Regions from separate parts of the Mus musculus genome. Here region 1 is linked to region 2. Evidence: chromatin contacts called from public Hi-C data. All regions are on one chromosome and are shown on one strand. The core of a region is the stretch at or near the end of the contact, and the rest is flanking DNA. Distances in the headings are between cores, read along the strand shown.

Region 1 (6,255 bases), core at 1,777-4,276, 70 kb after region 2:
CTTTGGCTTTCTAAGGGAAACTGCGACCCTGCCCCAGCTGCCAGTCAGCACACTGTTGGCTACTCTCTTGCTGGCGTCACCAGCCTCCTGCCAGCCTGCACAGCCACAGGGCTTGCGCCTGACTTCGTGAGTGGTAGGGGATGCAGCTCGGATCCCGAGGGGGTTAATGAAGGAGCATGCACCCCCTGCTCCGTGTGTCAGACAATAATGCAAACGTTCTTGGAGACCAGAGTCCCAGTCACTTTGAGCACGGGGGTGCGCGCGCGCGCGCGCTCTCGCGTAAGATCCCAGTGCCAAGCAAGCAGGGGCTGGCAGCGCCTTGGCTTCACTTTGGCGTCCATGGTCTCAACCGGGATTCCTGGTGCGCAGGAGGCACTCAGTTCCCTGGGGCTTTGAGTCCAGGCCCAGGACTCTATGCACCTAACCTGGAATCCCTTAACCAGGCCAGTGCAGCCTCTGTCCAGGACCTATCCCTCCACGCCCGGCCCCAGCTTCCCCTCCCCCAGAGCGGCAGACCACCCTCGTGGGGGCGGAATCAGCCCGCACACGTGTAGGGATTATTAAGCAGCCGGGCGAGAGGCTGTGGGGTCCACGCAGCAACCTCTGTTAATTGCGGGGGGAGGGAGCTAGGACTGCTCAGAACTCCAAGGAAACCCAGAGTGCGCTCCAAGGGTGAGCTGCAGGTTTAAGGAAGGAGGAAGCTTTGCCTTAGATCATCTCAGAGTGCAGGAAAGGGTAAGAAGTTTGGCATAGTTGCATGACAAGAATACCATTTCAGCAAGGGTTGGTCTGGACAAAGCCTGGTTCTGTATCCTGAATCTTTTCCACTTCCAACATTGACATCAGTACCTGGTTTGGGGGGCACAGACTTTTCATGTTTTGCCTCTCATTTCCCAGCGTGCCCAGACCAGAGCCCTCTGCCAACCTAACCCTGCTTGGTGCTTGACCCGTGGAGCCTCCTCAGGTGGAGGCCCAGGCTAGATGGGGGGAGGGGGACATGTAGTCAGAGGGTAGACATCTGTGGGAAGCTCCCCAAAAATCAAGCAATCCCATCTTTCTAGTTAAGCAGGACCCACCTATTTCTAGGTGAGCTATTGGGACACATCCCACGGATAGTTATTGTGAGAAGGATGCTAAGCAGAGGGGCCAGCATCAGAAGGCCGAATTTTCCCCCACCTGGAGCCCTCAGGCAATCCTCTGCTCTCTCCAGGCCGGTGTGGAGTTGGATGGAGATCACAGAGTCCTCTGTGGCTTCTTAATCACCCTTGAATTTGAACCACTAGGGGAATAGCAGCTGGGGTAGTCTTAGAGAGGAAAGGGAAATTTCTTCTGAGGAAAAGAGGGGACAAATGATTCAAAAGGGGGGAAAAAGTCGTAAGACTTGGTTCCATCCTTTAAAAAGAAAAGCAGTCTGTCTATAAAGATACAGATACAGATTTGCCCAGTAGTGTGAGGAAGGAAACTGGGAACCTGACACCCAGTAGCACCAGGAGCATATGAGAGAGTGAAGAAATGGGAGCAGGTACTTGCCAATGTGAAATCAATCCTCTCTCTCTCTCTCTCTCTCTCTCTCTCTCTCTCTCTCTCTCTCTCTCTCTCTCTCTCTCCCTCTCTCTCTCTCTCCTTCTCCCCCCTTCCTCCTCTCTTTCCTCCTCCTTCCCATAGACTAAACCTAGCGCACAGGAGCTGTTACCAGCCCGAAGGTTGCAGCTTGTAGAGACTTAGGAGAAAACATCCCCTAACTCCTTTCAAGGAGAAAGCCAAATTCTCTGAGACAAAAAAGCCCCAGGAACCATACAGAAATAGCCCTTTCCTTTGGTTGATCAGACTTTGACAGGGGTTGCCTCTGCACCCACAGAGAATTGATCTGCTAGGGAAACCTGACCAGAACTCCCCACTGGCTTCACCCACCTTGCCAGATATCACAACTTGCAAAAAAGCAAAGTCCAGGGAAGGAAAGAGGAGGCGACATCCCAGAGACAGCTAGTTTGAGTACCTTGGAGGGGAAGCATAGGAATGGGGTGAGAGGAGGTGTAAGGCTATGGGAACACCACTCAGCTAGGAGCTCTCTCTGATGGCACAGGAGCCCGGCGAGCTTGAACTTGCCAGGCTGACGGTGCCCAGTATGTTTCCCAGGTGCGCTGGGTCCGGGGAGAAGTCGTGGGAACTACCCCAGCCTGCGACCCGCCAAGCCCACCAAGCGCCAGGAGCCAAGGCGCAGTTCTCTGCCCAACTCGTGTCGGGCTCTCTTCTCCTTGACAACCCACAGTACACAGCACAGAGAGAAATGTCGTTTAAGCCCAAGTGAGGGGGAAGGAAGGGCGGGGGTGGGGCGGGGGCAGATGAGGGGTGGGAAGAACGCGATGGAAGCTCGGTATCGGGCGCTGCGTTCCCTAGCGTCGCTGGTGGACAGCCACCCGGTCGGTGCCTGCCGCTTGGTCCCTTACAATCCTCAGATCAGACACTCGCGTTCGCAAACCGGGCCTCCGAGGGTTCGGCCGTCTCCCCGGTACCGAGCTAGCCTGTCTTACCCTTAGCTGCAGTGAGGAGCCCCGCGCACAGAACCGCCAGCACCAGAGGCAGGAGCAGCGACTTGAATTTCCTCCACGCAGTCATGTCTGCAGATATTCCACACGCACACGACACGGATGGCTCCTCTCGGATGCGCCGGTCTCCTCCGAGGAACAACCGGGCTCTAAACAGAGTCCGGTAATCACCAAAGGGCAAGGCGAGCTGGCAAGAGCTCCGGGTCCCCAGCCCGGCCGCGCATCTGACGCCTCCCGCAGCTCTGCGCGCCCGGCTCGCTCCGCTCCCGTAGCATCGGGTCCGAGCCACTGCGGGGCTGAAGATGCTCTGAGCGAGCGCAGCCCCGGGGCTGCCGGGGCCGGGGACGAGCGCCGGCCGAGCCGGGCAGGAAGGCACCAAGGCGGCGAGGCTGCGGGAGGGGGCGAGGCGGGAGAGGAGCGCGCGCAACCGGGAGCAACCTGGAGCGGAGGCAGCTGGAGAGAGAGCCAGCGAGTGGGAGGTGCGGGAGGGGCGCGGGGGGAGGGGGGAGCAGGGCTGGAGCGGGAGGAAGGCGGGGAGCGAGCGCCGAAGACAGGCTGCTAGAGGCGCAAGGAGCCGCTGCCGTGGTGGCTGGACTCAACCATCCTACCCACCGAGAGGGGAAGGAGGCTGGCACCGCGCAGTCCGGGACTCAGCCTGGCCTCGGGCTTTCAGGCCCCTGCTAGTGCTCCCGCAGGCAGCGCAGCGTTCAGTCTCTGGCGCGGCTGCGCGCAGGCTGGAGCACGGAGACTTGTTGGGCGCTCAAGTGGGAGAAGCCCACGCTGCGCACCGGGGAAAAACCATACAATTGGCCACGCGAGCGAGCCCGAGGGCTCTGTGGGGGCAGGCAGAGGCCAGCCTCCATCCTTCTCTTTCTCTACTGACCAGAAGAAGACCTCTGCCTAAGTTAGGAAAGAAATGCAGGTGGGGGAAGAGAATGGGCCCAGCTGTGACTGAAACTGGGAGCAAAATGGTGCTTTTAAAAGAAATTATAAATTACCTTTGAAAAGGTGACTGTCTGCAACTATGATGAGCCTCTGACAGGTTCCTGTTCTGCTCCTGTTTAGTCCTGTTAGTGTTACCCTCATTGCAAGCCCAGCTCTATGTGGGAAACAAAATGAATCTAAACAACCCAACTGGGCTGCCACCCTGTTCTGGTTGTGAGAGCAGGAGAATTGACAAAAGTGTAGTGAACCCCAGCATCACATCCAGCATTCCTGCAAGAGGGATCAGAAGGAAGTTCCTAAAAGCAGGTCTACTGCAGCCAGTGAGTGCACACAGAGTAAACTACTAGAAAAAGGCTGTAGGTTAATTGAAAAAATCCAAACCAGGTGAAGGCTAGAGTTCACAGATGCTCCATTCTTAGAAAGGATTCGGGAGTTCTAGAGGATAGGATGGAAGGGGCCAGGGATGGACATCTCAGGCCCCCAGCATGGGAACATTCATCCCATGCTGACTGTGAGTTGTTCACACCAAGGAATGAGGATGGTGTGTGGAGGCAGGCTGATGGCCACATCATCGCACCAGCATTGTGCCCACTGTTAGGGGCAGAGTCACGGTGTGCCACTCAAGTTTAGTGTTCTAGAGCTTTCTTGCTCCCTGAAGCCCACGGATGACGTGAGGGCATGAGAGTGACTCCAAAAATGTAGAGTCACCGGCTGTACCTTACCTTCCAAGAGTAACCAGAGACTTTATCCAGCCTAGAATCCTTCTCCTGGAGATTGGAGCTCCCCAGAAAAAAAAAAAAAAAAAAAAAACCCTGGGCTCTGTTCTCCTGCAGGTTTCCCCCAGGCTCTCTTGGAACTGATCTGAAGTTTTTTTGTTTTGTTTGTTTGAAAGTATCCTCCCATTGCTCTTCCCTTATCCCTAGGGGAGAAAATTCCAGGCTATCTCTCTAAAGCAATGGATTGAGAATGATGCCCTGTGTGCTTCAGTGTGACAGGGAGTGGAAGGGGTCACCTACAGTGTGATTTTAAGTCATTCCCCCAGGTGTTATTTACACTCCAGCAAGTGAACAACAACAACAAGACCTATTAGGAGATCCGATAGCTCATCCGCTGCTCCTCCTTAGGACCCATTGATCTACAGAAGCAGCATAGCTGAAGACCTCCATGAGAAACGGTGTCCTGTCTTCTGAATGCCACTCCTAATGACTCATGTCACCAAGAAGGATTTCTGCCATTAAAAACCATTTCCAAATCTCACTTCTTTGTCGGGGGGAGGGGGGGTGTGGGGGGGGGCTCCCAGATGGAGCCATGTTATTAGGGTCCGAATCAAGAATGTTCAGTGTCACCTGAGATGTCAAACACCTTTGCTTTGCACAGAATGGTGGCACTTTGACAACTCAAGATTGAGTGGCTCCTTCATGGCCACAGGCTTAAAGACCCTTTTTCTTTCAGATCCAGGGTGATACAGACCGGTAGAGACAGCACTCAGGAGACAGACGGGGCCATCACCTCAAGTTCAAGCCCAGCCTGGTCTAGGAAGAGAGTTTCAGGCTAGCCAGAGCTACACAGGGAGGCCTTGTCTCAAAACAACAATAATTAAAACACTTTTTGGGGGGATGCTTTTGTTGCAAATTATCTATTTGAGTAAAATTGTAGAGCAACAACAGTCAAAAAAATGACAATCACTTTGTTTCAGATTAGAAAGGAAGAAAGATCCTGAGTCTGGAAGTTAGAACGACCTTGTCAGATTGCAACTTGATTGTGAGCCCAAGGCATAAGACTGTCCAGGAAGAATAGCTCATTTTGGAGGAATGTGATAATATTGGGAATCTCCCCCACCTAGGATCTCAGGCACTTCACAGCCCAGAAGGAAACCATGGGGCTCTGCTGCCATCTAGTGCTCTGCTTTTCTTTTAGGAAAGCCATAATCCCATCTCTTTTTCATCTTCCACTCCGGTCACCTACCTTCTTGGAAGATTTTGCCGAGTATACCTTCATATCCCTATGCCATAGACAAAGAACATTGATAGCATCCTAGAGGGTCTCCCCTCTTTGGGTCTCTGATTTGATATGAGGGCGTAATTTCCCTCAGATCTGAGAAGGCCCTAATTTAGAATTGTTACAAGGTAATCTCAGTGAGGGACAGTGAGATTTCACCCCTAGAAATGCTGCGGGGCCTCTTTGCAGTGACTGGAAGGTTTGTGCCACTGCATGGGTGTGGACATCTTTCTCAGTCTCTGCAGAGCACTCTTCGGCCTCCACAACCTGGATAAGCTACTCTAGAAACATGGTTGGTATCCAGACTGGCCCGGAGGAGTTCAAAGAGAAAGAGCAGAGAGGCCCCTGCTGTGCTGAAAAGATGGCGATGTCCCTGAGGGCCCAGCATCATCCACATGAAGGATGACAACCTAAACGTTCAAGAGATGAAAAGCCCCTGTGAGATGGAATCACCTAAGGAGAGGACAGAAACATGATGCTTGAGATAAATATAGATTGCTTTTCACAATGTACAAATGAGAATACTAATTAGCTGAAGAGCTGTACGGGTATGAAAATCTTAGAGAATACAGCTTGTTGCTAGGATGGCTAAATATGACTTTGTTTGGCTTCCTTAATCCTGTATTTGAAATAGATGGACGATCATGAAAGAGTTGGAGGGGACTTCTTTCTTTAAGAAATCTGGCTACCTATAGGAAGGCACCTCCTTCAAAAGCCAGAAGGTGAACTCTACTTGGATGTTTGTACCCATATAAATCCCTCTCCC
Region 2 (6,168 bases), core at 1,664-4,163:
TGAAGCTTGCCAAGAATGAGATAATTAGTAAGAGAAGACCGAATCCCAGCACTGTACACTCACAACGCCTGTGCTTTTCTAGTACTTAACACAGCCTTGGAGAATAAAAGAAGCGAGCTTAAAATTAGCTTCTTCTCTCACCAAGCAAGGGGGAGGCTTGCTTTCTAAGCTAACACTGACATCCCTGACAAAAACACATGGGGGCAGCTGACTGAACTAAAATGACATTAGGGTGAAAGGGAGGAAGACCATTAGCTTGGAGATAATGGCAAGGTGAAAGACAGTCATAGACTCCCATCCAATGAGCTCAAATTCACAACCCTCATACAAAGAGACAGAGCATGTCTCAGTCTCATCTTTAGCATCCCAACTAAGCATTCTGTGCTAGCTCAATTTCCTTTTGCTGAAAAATGCTGACAACATTTAGGCCTAGTACCACACTTCTCCTTTTTACTTTCTTCTAAAGACTTTTGTTCCCCTTCAAGATAAACAGAATAACTGCCAGCAAATTTCAAATAGATTGAAAGACTTGCAGACCTAAGATTTGCATAGCCGCTTCTGTAGGAGAAATGTGGGAGACAGGAAAAGAACGGGAGTTTGAGAGAGGGCTATGGAAGGAAATTTTGTAGAAAGTGTTTCATAAGAAGCACCTCCAGCTGATTCCTTGTTTCCATGTCCAGGATCTGAAGGCCCTTGAGCCCTGTGGCTGTGCCTGTCATAAAGCCACAACCAAGATCAACATCATCATTTACTACAATATAGCTCTTCTTACTACAGACAGTTTGGTGGCTCTGAATGGCTCCTTGCCTTGATAGACTCCAGAATCCTAGGCAATGCCTGGATAGAGGTTGCATGAATAACAAGGATGAAAAACATCACCCAAGAGCATCGCGAGAGAATGACAATTCCCAGAGCCTCATTTCTAACAGAAACCTATGCCATCAGAGGATATTACATGGGCAAGTCTCCAACATATGTCTATGGGTCATACCTACATAGTTTCAGCAACCAGAAAAAGTTCTGTCTTACCAGATGCACACTGGAGATTAGGATTCCATTCTCAGACTTTTCCTGACTACAATTAATCTTAGCAAGAGCCACTGACAACCCACTAAGCAAGGGAATTGTCCATGTGTTTTCAGAACCGTGCTCACAGTGCCAAGTCACACACTAACCCTTACACCATATTCTTCAGGGCATCATAATGAGGAGGGCTTCTCTAGACAGCAGCTGCCAGAGATATTACTGTTTGGACAGAACCCAATTATGGTGCATCCTTCTTAATTAATGTAATTATCAAAGGAATCTATAAAAATAGGGCTCTAATTAATTGTATCCAATTAAGATTTAAAATTATAAATCCAGTGATTATAATTTCTTGTATTAGGTATGATATTTCAATTCCTGAGAAATACTTCTGTAGGAGGCAAATAACAATTTGGCACCTAAAACAGCAGAAAGAAAGATTTTGAGCGTATGGATAGTAAATTAGTTCTTAAAGATCGCGGCCGGGAAATGAAGGTCATGAGTTCTGGAAGCTCTCTATCACACATATGAGAATTATTTACAAATATGTAAATATGTATTGCATACATATGCATGTCTACATATATGCACATATAAAAATGTACACTTATATTTAACTCATTGAACTTCAAGTTCAATTCTGAGAATAGTTTCTCCTTCAAACATGTTGAAGGCAAAGAGAAAAATGTAACATTGTGACATTTACAGATAGGAAAATGAGGTGGGGAGACGATGCAAGTGAGGTAAGCATACTGTAGGATGCACAAATCATTTTATCCTTACACACTGTAAGATAAAAATGTGGAGTCTTCCTTCCCTCTGTAAAGTTCCCAGGTCTTTTTCTAGGATCTAATTCATACCAATAAGCCTGGAGAGGTTGAATGTAATAAAAAATTAGATGCTCTCAACTTCAAGAACACTACGGATTTTCTCAGCTTAAAAAATTCATGTACCAGACTAGAAGTAGAGAAACTCTACAAGACAGACCCATGGACATTCATACCTTGGACCACTGCTATTCCACAGGTCTTGACTGACATCCCAAGTAAGACAAGGGATATTCCTCCAGACAGATGGAAGGTGCTCTCTGCAAGGAAATGGGATACTTTCTCTCTGATGTCAAAATGCTGGGCAGGAGCCACTGTAATTCATTTTCAGAAACATCCTAAAGGCTACTTAGCTCCTTTGTCTAATAAGGTCATGCTAAATTAGGTCTTACAGATTGTAGCTGCCAAATGAAGGGCATGGGATCAAAAGCTCTCCATCACACATATGAGATTTTTAATATACATATGAATATATAACATGCATATAAGTATACACACATCCATATATTATACATGCTTATAAATTTATATTTAATGCATATGCATACATGAAAGAAAATGCAATACACTGCCATTTGTTAACATACTCCACTCACACCCTAGTAACAGAGTTTCCTCCATTGATTTATCATGTTTGTGAGTAGCTATGTGTCTTAAGGAAACATTTACATGTAGATTAACAACCACAGATTCTGATATACATTTAGACACTGAAGTGTTTGCACTGAAACATCCAATTTAGGAGAATCTGCATGCTATCTTCCTTGCTCGTGCCTGCTCCCAGCATGTGTTTTCTTCCTAGAGTTTCCATGAACCAGCACATGCAGAGGAGACACTGCTGAGGTTTCCCGGGCTGTCTGCAGCAGAAGGTGAAGCAGAAAGCAGGATGATGACTGCATCAATTTAACTCTCAATTATAAGCTTCCAGGCTTCCTGAGCAAACCCAAGGGAGGGGTGGATTAGAGCCTTGGGCTGTAGGACTGGGAAGACCATGGAGCCTCACACACCCTTTCCAGGTCTGGAGACAGACATCCATTTGGATATGACTGGCGGAGGCTCAAACTTTCAGCAGAGACACTTGATGCATAGAAGACTTGGCACCGTGGCCACATGGAGACCCATCTGTCACAGTGGCATCCTGCCGATTTCAAAGTTGCTTGAATCTTTTCAGCAAATTCTAGGTACCATGTGTGCGTGCATCATCCCAGGGATTCAGTGCAGAGCATCCAGTGGGATCCCTTCCATGGGAGGTCCCTCTCTGCTCCCACCTATCCCTGCCCCAGTCTTAAATGAAACCTGTGGCCACTGATATACAGAATGAGCTCCATTTGCCCTGGAAAGACAAAGCCAGCACTTCAAAGGATGTCCCAATGCCAAAAAGACAGGTGGTGTTCAGCAGGCATCTGATGAAGTCAGGAAGATAACTCAGGGCATAAAAATGTTTTTATAAAAGAAAGTAGAGTACTCTCCACAGGAACACTTTGAGGGCATTCTGTCTATGGCCACAATTATGGAGCTAAATCGAATGTTAGCACATTTGGGTTGCAAGAACATGGGCTAATTCCGAATTAAGGACTTGTTCTCAGCATCAGCAGATATTGTTGGCAGTACTCAGGGGTGACTTCAAAATAAGGCACAGTCTTTTGTAAAGCATGTCCTGGTGACAGAACTGTATGCATTGGAATCCTGAATGCACTGTCCAGTCTTCGGGTCAATTGTGTGCTGGTGAAAATGGTTTTGTTCAATCACAGAGTTCATATTCCTCTTTTTGCATTGAAATTTGAAGGCTGACGGCAGTTGTTTAGGAATATCAAATGTTCATGTGGCCTGGAAATTTCATAATTTTATTCTCCCTAACAGCTGACTTAGATCCTATTGTGTATATAGGCCACATTTTCTTTAACTGTGCTTCTGTTGCCTGACATCTAGGCTATGTTCATTTCCTTGAACATGTGCTGTTATGAACAATGAACAAAGATGGTAGGTGTCTCTGTGCTGAGACACAGAGAGGTGTTGTAATCTCAGGAGAACACATCACATATTTTCTCTAATTGGTGGAGTCTGACTTTCAACATTTGTAAATGTGTAAAGAAGGGATGCAGGGGACTCTATAGTCTATCAACATAGAGAGGATACCACAAAAGGAGAGAAAGGTGTTGGGAAGGGGATTAGAGGCTGAAGTCCTACATGAGATGAAAGTGACTGGGCACTCCTGGAGAGTAGAGGGCAGGATGGGAAGAGGAGGGGGAAGTAGCAGAAAAAAGAATGACAAAAAGCAATTTTGGTAAAAAAAAAAAAAAGAAATCAAAAACAAAACAAACAAATAAAAAACCCAATACTATAATGCAAACTCTTTGTAAGGCAATACTTTTAAATGCATGTGGGAATCAATTCTTTCCTTCACAGCAGAACAGGAACTAGAGAAGTTGAACTAACACAGATTCTCCTGCTTTGAAACTCTTCAGTCATCATCTCCACAGAAAATACCTTGTATAAGAGGTCTGAGAATTGTCTTTAAGGGTGATGTTATTTAAGCACATCTTCTATGCTAGTATGGGTGCTGAGACATTATGTGAAGTGAAAGGCTTACTGGAACCTGGGTTGTCACTAATCTCTTGGGCAGTGGTCCTCAACCTTCCTAATGCTATAAGGCTTTAATATAGTTTGTCACACTGTGGAGAGATCCAACCATAATATCATTTTTGTTGTTATTTCACTGTAATTTTGCAACTTCTATGAGTTGTAAATATTTGATATGCAGGATATCTGAAATGTGACCCCTGTGAAAGTGTTACTTGATACCACCCCATAGGAGTTACTTGATACCACCCTAAAGAGGTCACAACCCACAGGTTAGAACCACAGCTTTAAACAAATATTGAAAGTATGCCATATACTCTCCAGAACTCTGAGGGCATTTACTCCTGGAGATGTTCATTTCCCTTTGTCAACATCAAGGTCTTGATTTTATAGTGTCTCTCTGTCCCTAGTTGTGGGATGGCAGTCACATGACTCCATTCTTGGGTTTCCACTGGTGCTGGGCATTCAAACTCAGGTATTCAGGCTAGTTCAGCAAGAACTTTTATGGCTGAGAACTCTCCCCAACCCTTTAAAGCATCCTATAAATAATAAATGCATTAAAAGAAACTAAAAGGGAATAATAAATCAGAACCACTGACTGAATGAAGGTTGTCCACCATGCAGGTAGCCACATATACATGCAGTGTTTCAAAGATAGGATGGGCGATTTTATGAGAAGTTGATGTTGGTGAAGCACAACCTTTTAGACAATGGATCTATGTGTTTCTCTAATAAATCTGCTGTAGCAAAATATTCTCATGGTTGTTTCAACCAGCTTCCTCGAGTGATAGATTTTGTACTTCTTCACTAAGAAAATTGGAATGTGAATAATGAAGTCTTAAAGAGGAAATGAAATGCATCCTGGAAAGACTAACTTACACATCTAGAAAATATAATGTTTCTTAAAATTAAGTCTGATAAAACTATTTTCTACAGAGAAGTACCACTCTTCCATGAGATCATCATTTCACTTGACAGTCATGGATGGAGTTACTTACAGCTGACTCTCAGACGCTGTTTGTGGCCTAGGCTGAGAGCCTTCCAGATTCTGAGGAACCTATCCAGTTCTGTGTCATGTGCATATGGGGGCTTCTGGGAATGGCGAAATGAAATGTGCCATCTGCCCCCACTCCACAATAAGAGGATGGAACACAGTGGCCTATTACGTAGAAATGGTGGGGAAAACTTAATTATACCTTAAAGTCTATTTCAGTTTTCCAAAATGACCTCAAAAGTGATGATTATTTTACATGAAATGTGGTACAAGTGTGATTTTATAGTATTTTTGTCTTCTTTAAGCTCATTCTTTAAAAACCACAAGGATCTCCCTATACAGTCACCTAAATATGTATAAATGTGTGAGCACTCATAGGGAGGGGTCTCTTCACCAACATTTTTGCAGAGTATAGGGAACATCATTTCAGAAACACCTACAAACCCTTGAATAAAAGTTAGGTGCACCATGAGAGCCTAGAGTTCTTCCATGCTTGTTCTAGCATCTGTAGAAGGCTGCCAAACATCACCAAGGACTCTCTAGGAAGTTGCTCCTCAGTATATACAGCAACAATGTGAGTTAGCTACTAAGGTCCTCCCTGAAACTTGAGACTCACTTCCTTCCATCTTCCTCTTATTCTAAGTACTCCTCTGTGTGGGAAACGCACTTCCTGTTATCACAGTGCAATTGCATCCATCATTCTTCCTGACCATTGCTCAGAGTTAAGTGGAGAGCTTCTGT

What was found. Hi-C and Micro-C count contacts between places; a contact is called where the count stands out from the background.
Region 1: a contact with region 2 is called in a Hi-C map of cerebellar granule neurons, with 1.8 times the contacts expected there. The contact joins the promoter of Csmd1 here to the enhancer-like site in region 2. A contact is called at or near these places in 3 of 484 Hi-C or Micro-C datasets (cerebellar granule neurons and cerebral cortex) and 1 of 115 datasets of contacts at active chromatin or transcription factors (embryonic stem cells).

The regions. Positions count from the first base shown.
Region 1 is chr8:17,532,359-17,538,613 of GRCm38.p6, forward strand. It overlaps Csmd1 (CUB and Sushi multiple domains 1), which reads right to left and starts at 3,027. Exons shown (of 70, transcript NM_053171.2): 1 at 2,532-3,027. The coding sequence starts at 2,616.
Region 2 is chr8:17,462,703-17,468,870 of GRCm38.p6, forward strand. The region is part of intron 1 of Csmd1 (CUB and Sushi multiple domains 1); the gene reads right to left. C030002A05Rik reads right to left here. Exons shown (of 1, transcript XM_030243881.1): 1 at 1-6,168. Among named protein-coding and RNA genes, the nearest start is that of C030002A05Rik, 27 kb to the right of the region's middle. Within about 2 kb of position 2,914, at least 19 of the 459 cell types and tissues checked have an H3K27ac peak or open chromatin away from gene starts, as enhancers often do. A contact at or near this core is called in cerebellar granule neurons and cerebral cortex, where this site is marked.